Regions from separate parts of the Mus musculus genome. Here region 1 is linked to region 2. The links are chromatin contacts, called in public Micro-C maps. All regions are on one chromosome and are shown on one strand. Each heading gives the region's core, a stretch centred on a gene start, on an enhancer-like site or on the middle of the called end of the contact. The rest is flanking DNA. Distances are from core to core; before and after follow the strand shown.

Region 1 (3,608 bases), core at 818-3,317, 100 kb before region 2:
CACACAACAACAACAACAGCAGCAGCAAGAACAATAGATGTCACGGTAGTGCTGGCTAGATTCCAAACTAATAAAGCCAAGTCATTTCTACCACACTGTCCTAATTGTACTGCTTCTAGAACATCATGTCCCCTTCATGAACCTTAAGGGAAATCCTTGTCTTAATTAAGTATGGCCTCAGACAAAAGGAACCACAGTCCTAAGAAAGCCTTTGCAAGGCCACCCCTACAGTGACACTTGCCAACCTGGCACCCCGCTTGTCCCTCAAGTCTATCTGCAGCTTGTTTATCCACAGGCACAGAAACAAAAGCCTCCAGACATGAGCCTTCTCTCCCCCCAACCCCCCACTCCTGCCTCACGCCTCCTCCCTACTTCCTCTTCCCCCTCAGGGTGGACCACATACCCGCCCCCCTACACGGGAGCCCCAAGCCCTGCTGGTGCCCAGCCTGGGACACTCAGGAGTATTTGGGGTCAGATGAAGGCAAGCATGCTGGGAAAGGCAAGGCCCGTGCTAACAAAGCCAGCAGTGGGAGACGCTAGCTGTCTTGCTTGCATAAGCAACCTACCAGGCCAGCGAGGCTTGGCTCACAAACCACTGCAAGGATCAGGAGGCAGCTTGTGCTGGGGGTGGGGGGGTGAGGGGGAGTGGGAGACACTGGTTTTTGGATAAAGACGCTCAACTTGGCCTCCTCTTCGCCCAAAGACCCAGAGCTAGTAACCCGTGACTGGCTGCGCTTCTATTTTCACAAGGGAAGAAAACGATGCCCAGATTACTACCGACAGCAAAAGTGAGATTAAGGCAGTTGGAATGAAGTGAAGGAACCCATAAAAGACACATGGGAAGACATCCTGCAATCAACCCAGGAACCCTGCCCATCCCCTAAGACTAGTCACACACACAGTCTTCTAGAAAGAGGTTTTGAAGTCAAATTGAAGGTCGTCCATCACCACCACCATCATCATCATCATCTGTACCTAAGGCTCAGTGAACACTGAGGAAGACGGGGCAGACAGATAATATGAAATCCTCAAAGATAAAAGTTAAAAAGTAAAGAAAAACACTAAATAATAAATAATTAAGAAAGTAAATCAAGGGACTTTGTTGTTTAAGGTCTCCAACCAATAAATACTCAGTACTAATGGTGACTTAGATTTAAAAATCACAAAATAGAAGGGAATACAACCACAAGAGCTAGCTAAAAACCATCGGTGAGCATCTAGCTAAATCTGTGTGAGGGCCTGGGTCCAATTCCCAGTGCCACACAGGCACACATTCAGTCATATACACACATACAACCCTCCCAGCCCCCCAAACAGCCCTAACACATACACACAGCCCCTGCCACAGCCCTAGCCATACACACAGCCCCCCAAACAGCCTCAGCCCCCCACAGCCACATGCACAGCCCCTTTGCAACCCCCCTACAGCCCCCCATATACATATACACACAGCTACATATACACAACCACCACACACACACACAGCCACAGTCACACACATACACATGCGCACTAAACAGCTGGAAAACAGCCACACCGAGGTAGCCCGCAGACACACTCACCGGGTGATATAGGTCTGCTTGAGCTGGGAGAAGGCGTGTAAGGGATTGGGCTGGACACAGTGCGAGGTCTCAATCCTTGTGCAGACATCTCATTAAAATACCTGAAAGGAGAGAGGAGGAAGTGGTTCAAACACCCATGTTCACGTGGGCCTCAGCAGAAGAAACCCTAGGAGTGAAGCTCTCAAGGCACAACCTAAGGTCAAAATCCTGGGAGCTGGAGAGGCTGTACCCAGGGGACATCTCTAGTACAGAGGACTCCGGAGTCACACTGCTCTAGTCTCACAAGTGTCATCATCCCCAGAGACTTGTCGTAGCCACGCAACACATAAATATCACAAGGGACCTGTCCTGGAGTCCTGCCAGTGACCTCACAAGCACACAGATATATCTATTTGAATTGTTACTTGAAACTCAAAATCAACAGGCTCACTGATACTTAACACACTGAAGGACAAATATGCCCCTAGGCCGAGTGCCAAGGTTTTCACAAGGCAGGCTCTGCTTAACAGGTTAGAATTTAACAGAAGACACCAGTGCTGGGCACCCTGGGCGGGTCATGCCCAGCCACTCTGTGCTGAGTCTAGCTCACATTGGGCCCAAAGATGCTGACGTGTGATTACGGGGACCGTCGGCTTTCACTTTGCAAACCAAGCATACAGTGCTGATGCAGGGGGATTTCTGTTTGACAGACTTCCTGACAAACCATCCTCCCTGGTCTTAAGGCTAACCAGGCATGGACTTGGACCTCAGAGCACCATTAGCCCTGGTGTTTATTCACACGAGGGACTGACCCAGCCCCTTCCAAGCAGGTTAATGAAGCTTGAATGACACACAGCTCAACTAGACGCCTGTCTCTGTCTCCTTCCCTTCTTTAGGACAGTCCACCATAAGAACACCAGGTGGGGCGTTTCCTTATATTATACAAACAGGAAGGTGGTTTAAGATCACCCCTTACAGTCTTAAGTGTCTGGTATTTTCTTTCCCCTAGATCTATCTCAATGGCTCAATTCTGGGGTGCAGAGTGCTACTTAACCAGGTACTTAGCAACTCCATGGTACCTTGAATAACTTACAAAAATAAGTAAAAGCAGGGCTGGGGATGTAGCTCAGTTGGGGAGAGTTTTTGCAGCAGCATGCATGAAGCCCTGGGTTGTGCCTCTAGCACTCTGGTGGCACACGCCTCTAATCCCAGCAATCTGGGGCAGAAGCAGGAGGATCAAAACGCAAGGTTAGCTCAGGACTACAGGACACACCACCCCCCCAAAACCCACAAACACAACAACAAACCCAACAGAAATAAAGCAAACTTGCGCCGTGAACGTCAGCTCTGGAGGAAGTGGCCCATCTATCTGGAAGCCACATCTTCTAAGAGCGGCCCCTCTGAAGCCCAGCCCTAGGTGCTCTGTACTCCAGCTCCCCCGAGTCTTAAAGTAGTTAGTAAAATATCTAGTGAACTGCTTTGTGTTTGGGCTGACGTGTTCAGTCAAACCGTTTTACTGAGAATGGGAAACTGTCAAGAACAGACTTAGAAGCAGGGATTACAATTTCAAAATACAGTAAAACCTTTTCAAGTGAGGAAGCAGAGAGATTTTAAAGAGGGAAGCTTGTCATTCTTCTGTAACTTCTAGAGTCCCGTTTATAACTTGCCATTATTTTAAAAATCCGGTTTTCTTGAAAGCATCCACAGAAGTGGTGGGGAGCTTTGCAGTCCTCTGGATCTATGTCTCTGGATCTATTATTTCTCTGGATCTATGTCTCTGGATCTATTATTTCTCTGGATCTATGTCTCTGGATCTATTATTTCTCTAGATCTATGTCTCTGGATCTATTATTTCTCTAGATCTATGTCTCTGGATCTATTATTTCTCTGGAACTATGTCTCTGGATCTATTATTTCTCTAGATCTATGTCTCTGGATCTATTATTTCTCTAGATCTATGTCTCTGGATCTATTATTTCTCTGGAACTATGTCTCTGGATCTATTATTTCTCTAGATCTATGTCTCTGGATCTATTATTTCTCTGGATCTATGTCTCTGGATCTATT
Region 2 (3,734 bases), core at 1,148-3,647:
AAGTGGAGTGTGTTTGTCCTGGCAGTGTGAAAGGAAATAATTTCACATCTCGAAGGGTCGAATGGAAGACAAATGAAGTCACTTCCTTTCTCTGTGCCAGTAATCTCAGCAGCTTTTACCGACTATAAATTGTTCAGTATACTACTATATTACTATGCTGGACACCCCTCTAATAAATTGCCAGCGGAGATGCCCATTGTCCTTTAAGCCAGAGACCACATGTGAGCTCTGAATTGTGTTATCTCCTTTGGGACTTGATCAAGCATGTTCTGTATGGCGTTGGTTTTCTTCAGATACTTGTAGCATTTTCTAAACTGGCCTTTCATGGTAATTGACAGCAGGACTCTTTTGTTTGTTTTGTTATTGTTATTGTTTTCTCCAGACAGCTTTTCCCTGCGTATTCTGGCTGCCCTGGAACTCGCTCTGTAGGCCAGGCTAGCCTTGAACTCAACAGATACACCTGCCTCTGCCTCAAAAGTGCTGGGATTTAAGTCCACCTCCACAGCCTGACGGACAGCAGTACTTTTAGTTTCTACCTCTAGAAACAGTAAGTCGGGGGCCAGGGTAATGGTTCCATGGGTAAAACCACTTGAGTCTCATGTCTCAGAGCCCACATAAAGCCCTGATCCTGTGACTCTCATCTGCAAACTCAACACTCCCACTGGGACATGGGAAGCAGAGATGGGAGAATCCGCCTGAAGCTGGAGGCCTTCTAGTCTGGGCTCCACAGCACAGGAATAGAAATAAGAGAGACACTTAAAGAGGAAGATAACCAGTTCTAACCTCCACACAGGCTCTGTGTCATGTGTGCGCACACATGCATGCACACATTCCTACACACACTCATTCGGACACACATGCACTCACACACTCGTACACACAGACACACATGCTCTCAAAAACATCGCCCAAAAGAAAAAAAAAAAGCCCCACAAATAAATGAGAAAAGAACAGTAAAGAAATAGCAATTCTGTGCAGAGCACAGGGATGAGCATTTTTGACATCTTCATTTTTTTGCTTTCCTTTGGCAGTTGGCACCTGCAGCCCAGTTCTGAGGTAAAGTGGAATTATAATAGAATACAGTAATGCCATGTTTTTGCTGTGGGGACTGCAATGTCTTCCCTGACCCCCAGTGTCACTCTCAACATGATGAGCTTCCATGAGGTTAAGCCCTTGGTTTTCATTCATTTCGTGTAAAGCAATTTAAATGTGTAGGTCTTCGATAGGACTTTTATTTAAGCATCATCTTTTTTAAAAAATGATTTATTTATTTTTATTTTATGTACATTGGTGTTTGGCCTGCAGATCCCCTGGAACTGGAGTTACAGACGGTTGTGAATTGCCTTATGGGTGCTGGGAATTGAACCTGGGTCCTCTGGAAGAACACCCAGTGTTCCTAATTGCCCAGTCTCTTTCCAACCCCTAAACATGTTGTTTCTTGGTCAGTATGCTATGATTGTTCGCTTGAAACCACAGTGATTTCGAATTTTGTAGAGTGGAATCATGAGGTTAATAAAATACAGTAATCCTAAGGTGTTGAGATATCCTAACATTCGTGTGTGTGTGTGTGTGTGTGGTATATGTGTGTGTGTGGTATATGTGTGTGTGGTATATGTGTGTGGTGTGTGTGTGTGTGTGTGTGTGTGTGTGTGTGTGTGTGTGAGCTTGCAAATGCTTTCACACACTGAACCCCAGGGTTATCCTCCACTAAGAGCCTGGGCCATGCACTCCTATCCTACTTACACAATGAACTTGCTGAGATCTGCTGACCTTCTCCCTAAATCTCTTCCAACAGAGCATATCCCCCCACTCTCTGTTAAAACTCAGCGTCTTAAAATTCGCGTTTCTCTGGCATTTTCTTTTCCCGAATCTGTGACTTGTCTGTGGCTCACCTCTTCAACTGCTTCCCCTTCTTGTTCCCCCTTCATTCCCAACAGGCTGTAGATTCGGCCTTTTGTGATGAGATGCTGCCATCTCCAAATGCATGGGGCCACGTTATGGCTATTCTGAGATACGTGTGGCCTGTGAGTCACAGGTTAGACACATCTATCTCCTTTCCATGTTATCGTTAAGGCCCCTTCTTTCTCTACTGCTCCTGGTCCCAGGAGTATGTCTCAGTCTCCACTAGGTCAATTTTCAATGGGTCCTCTAAGCATGCTTTTCTGTAGAGCATTTCTCACTAGTCAGTAGTTGTGTTTGCTGATAACTTCCTGTCTTCTCTTACGAGACTATAACATGTCTGAGAAATGAGTTCTTTTTTGTAGCTATGGTGGTTCAAATGAGAACGTCACCTCACCGGCTTAGGTAGTCAAACACTTGGTCCGCAGTGGGCCGCCCAGTTTAGGGAGAATATGGAACCTCCTGAAGGTGGAGCCTTGTTGGAGGAAGTACATCACTGGGGGCCGGGCAGGCTTTGAGTGTCTATAGTCTCTCCTCACTTCCTGTTTGCTTTCTCTGCTCAGTGCTGGGTTTTTTGTTTTTTGTTGTTGTTGTTTGGTTTTTAGAGACAGGGTTTCTCTGTGTAGCCCTGGCTGTCCTGGAACTCACTCTGTAGACCAGGCTGGCCTCTGCCTCCCAAGTGCTGGGATTAAAGGCTTGTTCCACCACTGCCTGTGTGCTGGTTTGAGATGTGTTGTAGCATCCTGTTCTTGCTGGTTGCTGCTCCCCTCCCATGGTGGACTATTACCTTTCTGAAACTGTAAGCCCAAATAATCTCTTCGGTAAGTTGCTTCTGGTTATGGTATTTTATTACAGCAATAGGGAAGTAATAGATACAGTTACTTATCAATGACCTGCAGATGCCTAGGACAGTGTTCAGACCAAGGTCATGACTTAGTAAGTATTAGATAAATCAGTAAATAAATAGATGTGCTGAGCTCGATGGAATGTACTTGTAGTCATGGGAGCCTACAGAAGTATCTCTTAGAGTTCAAGAGTTCAAGGCCAGTTTGGGCAATATAGCAAGACCCTGCCTCAAAATTAAAAAAAAAAAAAAAAAAAAAAAGGATAAGTAGACATGTAGGTGGATGGATAGATGGATGTGTAAATAGATAGACATATAAAAATAAGAGAAATTGGCAGGACTGACAGACCAAATTCATAAAGGTGTTTGTCCTAGAAATAGGAGGAATATATATATATATCCATAAAAAGAAAAATGAGTGTGGTTATTTTAAGGTTTACCTTTTGGGTTTTATGCATTTTTCCATATTTTGTAATATAAACAGGTTTTATTTGAAATCAGAACAGCAGAATGCTGTGTAGAAGGAGGTGGTTCTCACTACCAACCTCTTTCCCAGTTTGGAAGCAGACTGGCTCCCACCATGTTCTTCCCCAGACACTTGCTTTTGTTTTCTATAAAGGACATAGTCATTTATGCTGATGTGAGCCCACGTATTAGAATATTTTCTGAATAGGTATGTGTGTAGGCTTTCTTGAACATCACTAAGGGAAAAACATAGACTCAGATGGTCTCCATGGCAACGGGTTCAGAGCTAAGATTGATCCCTGAGGATAACAGCAGTAGATATCCCAGCCTTGGAAGGTATCTTGGCTTGCCTCCAGGCTACACATGCTGCTATCTGAGCGCCAGAATCAGGGTTCATCTTCAACCACAGCCCCTCTGCTTTACAAATGTGCTCGGAGCCAAGGCCAGGGGAGCCTCCTGCCCTGATGTGCTGCTTCTGGAAGCTGTGGCTCCCAGAACTCATAGCTGCCACCTGAAGCCTGCCTAG

Evidence for each region. Hi-C and Micro-C count contacts between places; a contact is called where the count stands out from the background.
Region 1: a contact with region 2 is called in a Micro-C map of the G1E-ER4 cell line, with 2.4 times the contacts expected there. The contact joins two enhancer-like sites. A contact is called at or near these places in 2 of 484 Hi-C or Micro-C datasets (the G1E-ER4 cell line and liver), 1 of 115 datasets of contacts at active chromatin or transcription factors (embryonic stem cells) and 3 of 9 other capture datasets (adipose tissue, liver and pancreatic islet).

The regions. Positions count from the first base shown.
Region 1 is chr10:70,180,215-70,183,822 of GRCm38.p6, reverse strand. Ccdc6 (coiled-coil domain containing 6) reads right to left here. Exons shown (of 9, transcript NM_001111121.1): 7 at 1,563-1,663. Among named protein-coding and RNA genes, the nearest start is that of Mrln, 23 kb to the left of the region's middle. Within about 2 kb of position 2,067, at least 63 of the 459 cell types and tissues checked have an H3K27ac peak or open chromatin away from gene starts, as enhancers often do. A contact at or near this core is called in the G1E-ER4 cell line, where this site is marked.
Region 2 is chr10:70,077,419-70,081,152 of GRCm38.p6, reverse strand. No RefSeq gene overlaps it. Among named protein-coding and RNA genes, the nearest start is that of Ccdc6, 18 kb to the left of the region's middle. Within about 2 kb of position 2,397, at least 24 of the 459 cell types and tissues checked have an H3K27ac peak or open chromatin away from gene starts, as enhancers often do. A contact at or near this core is called in the G1E-ER4 cell line, where this site is marked.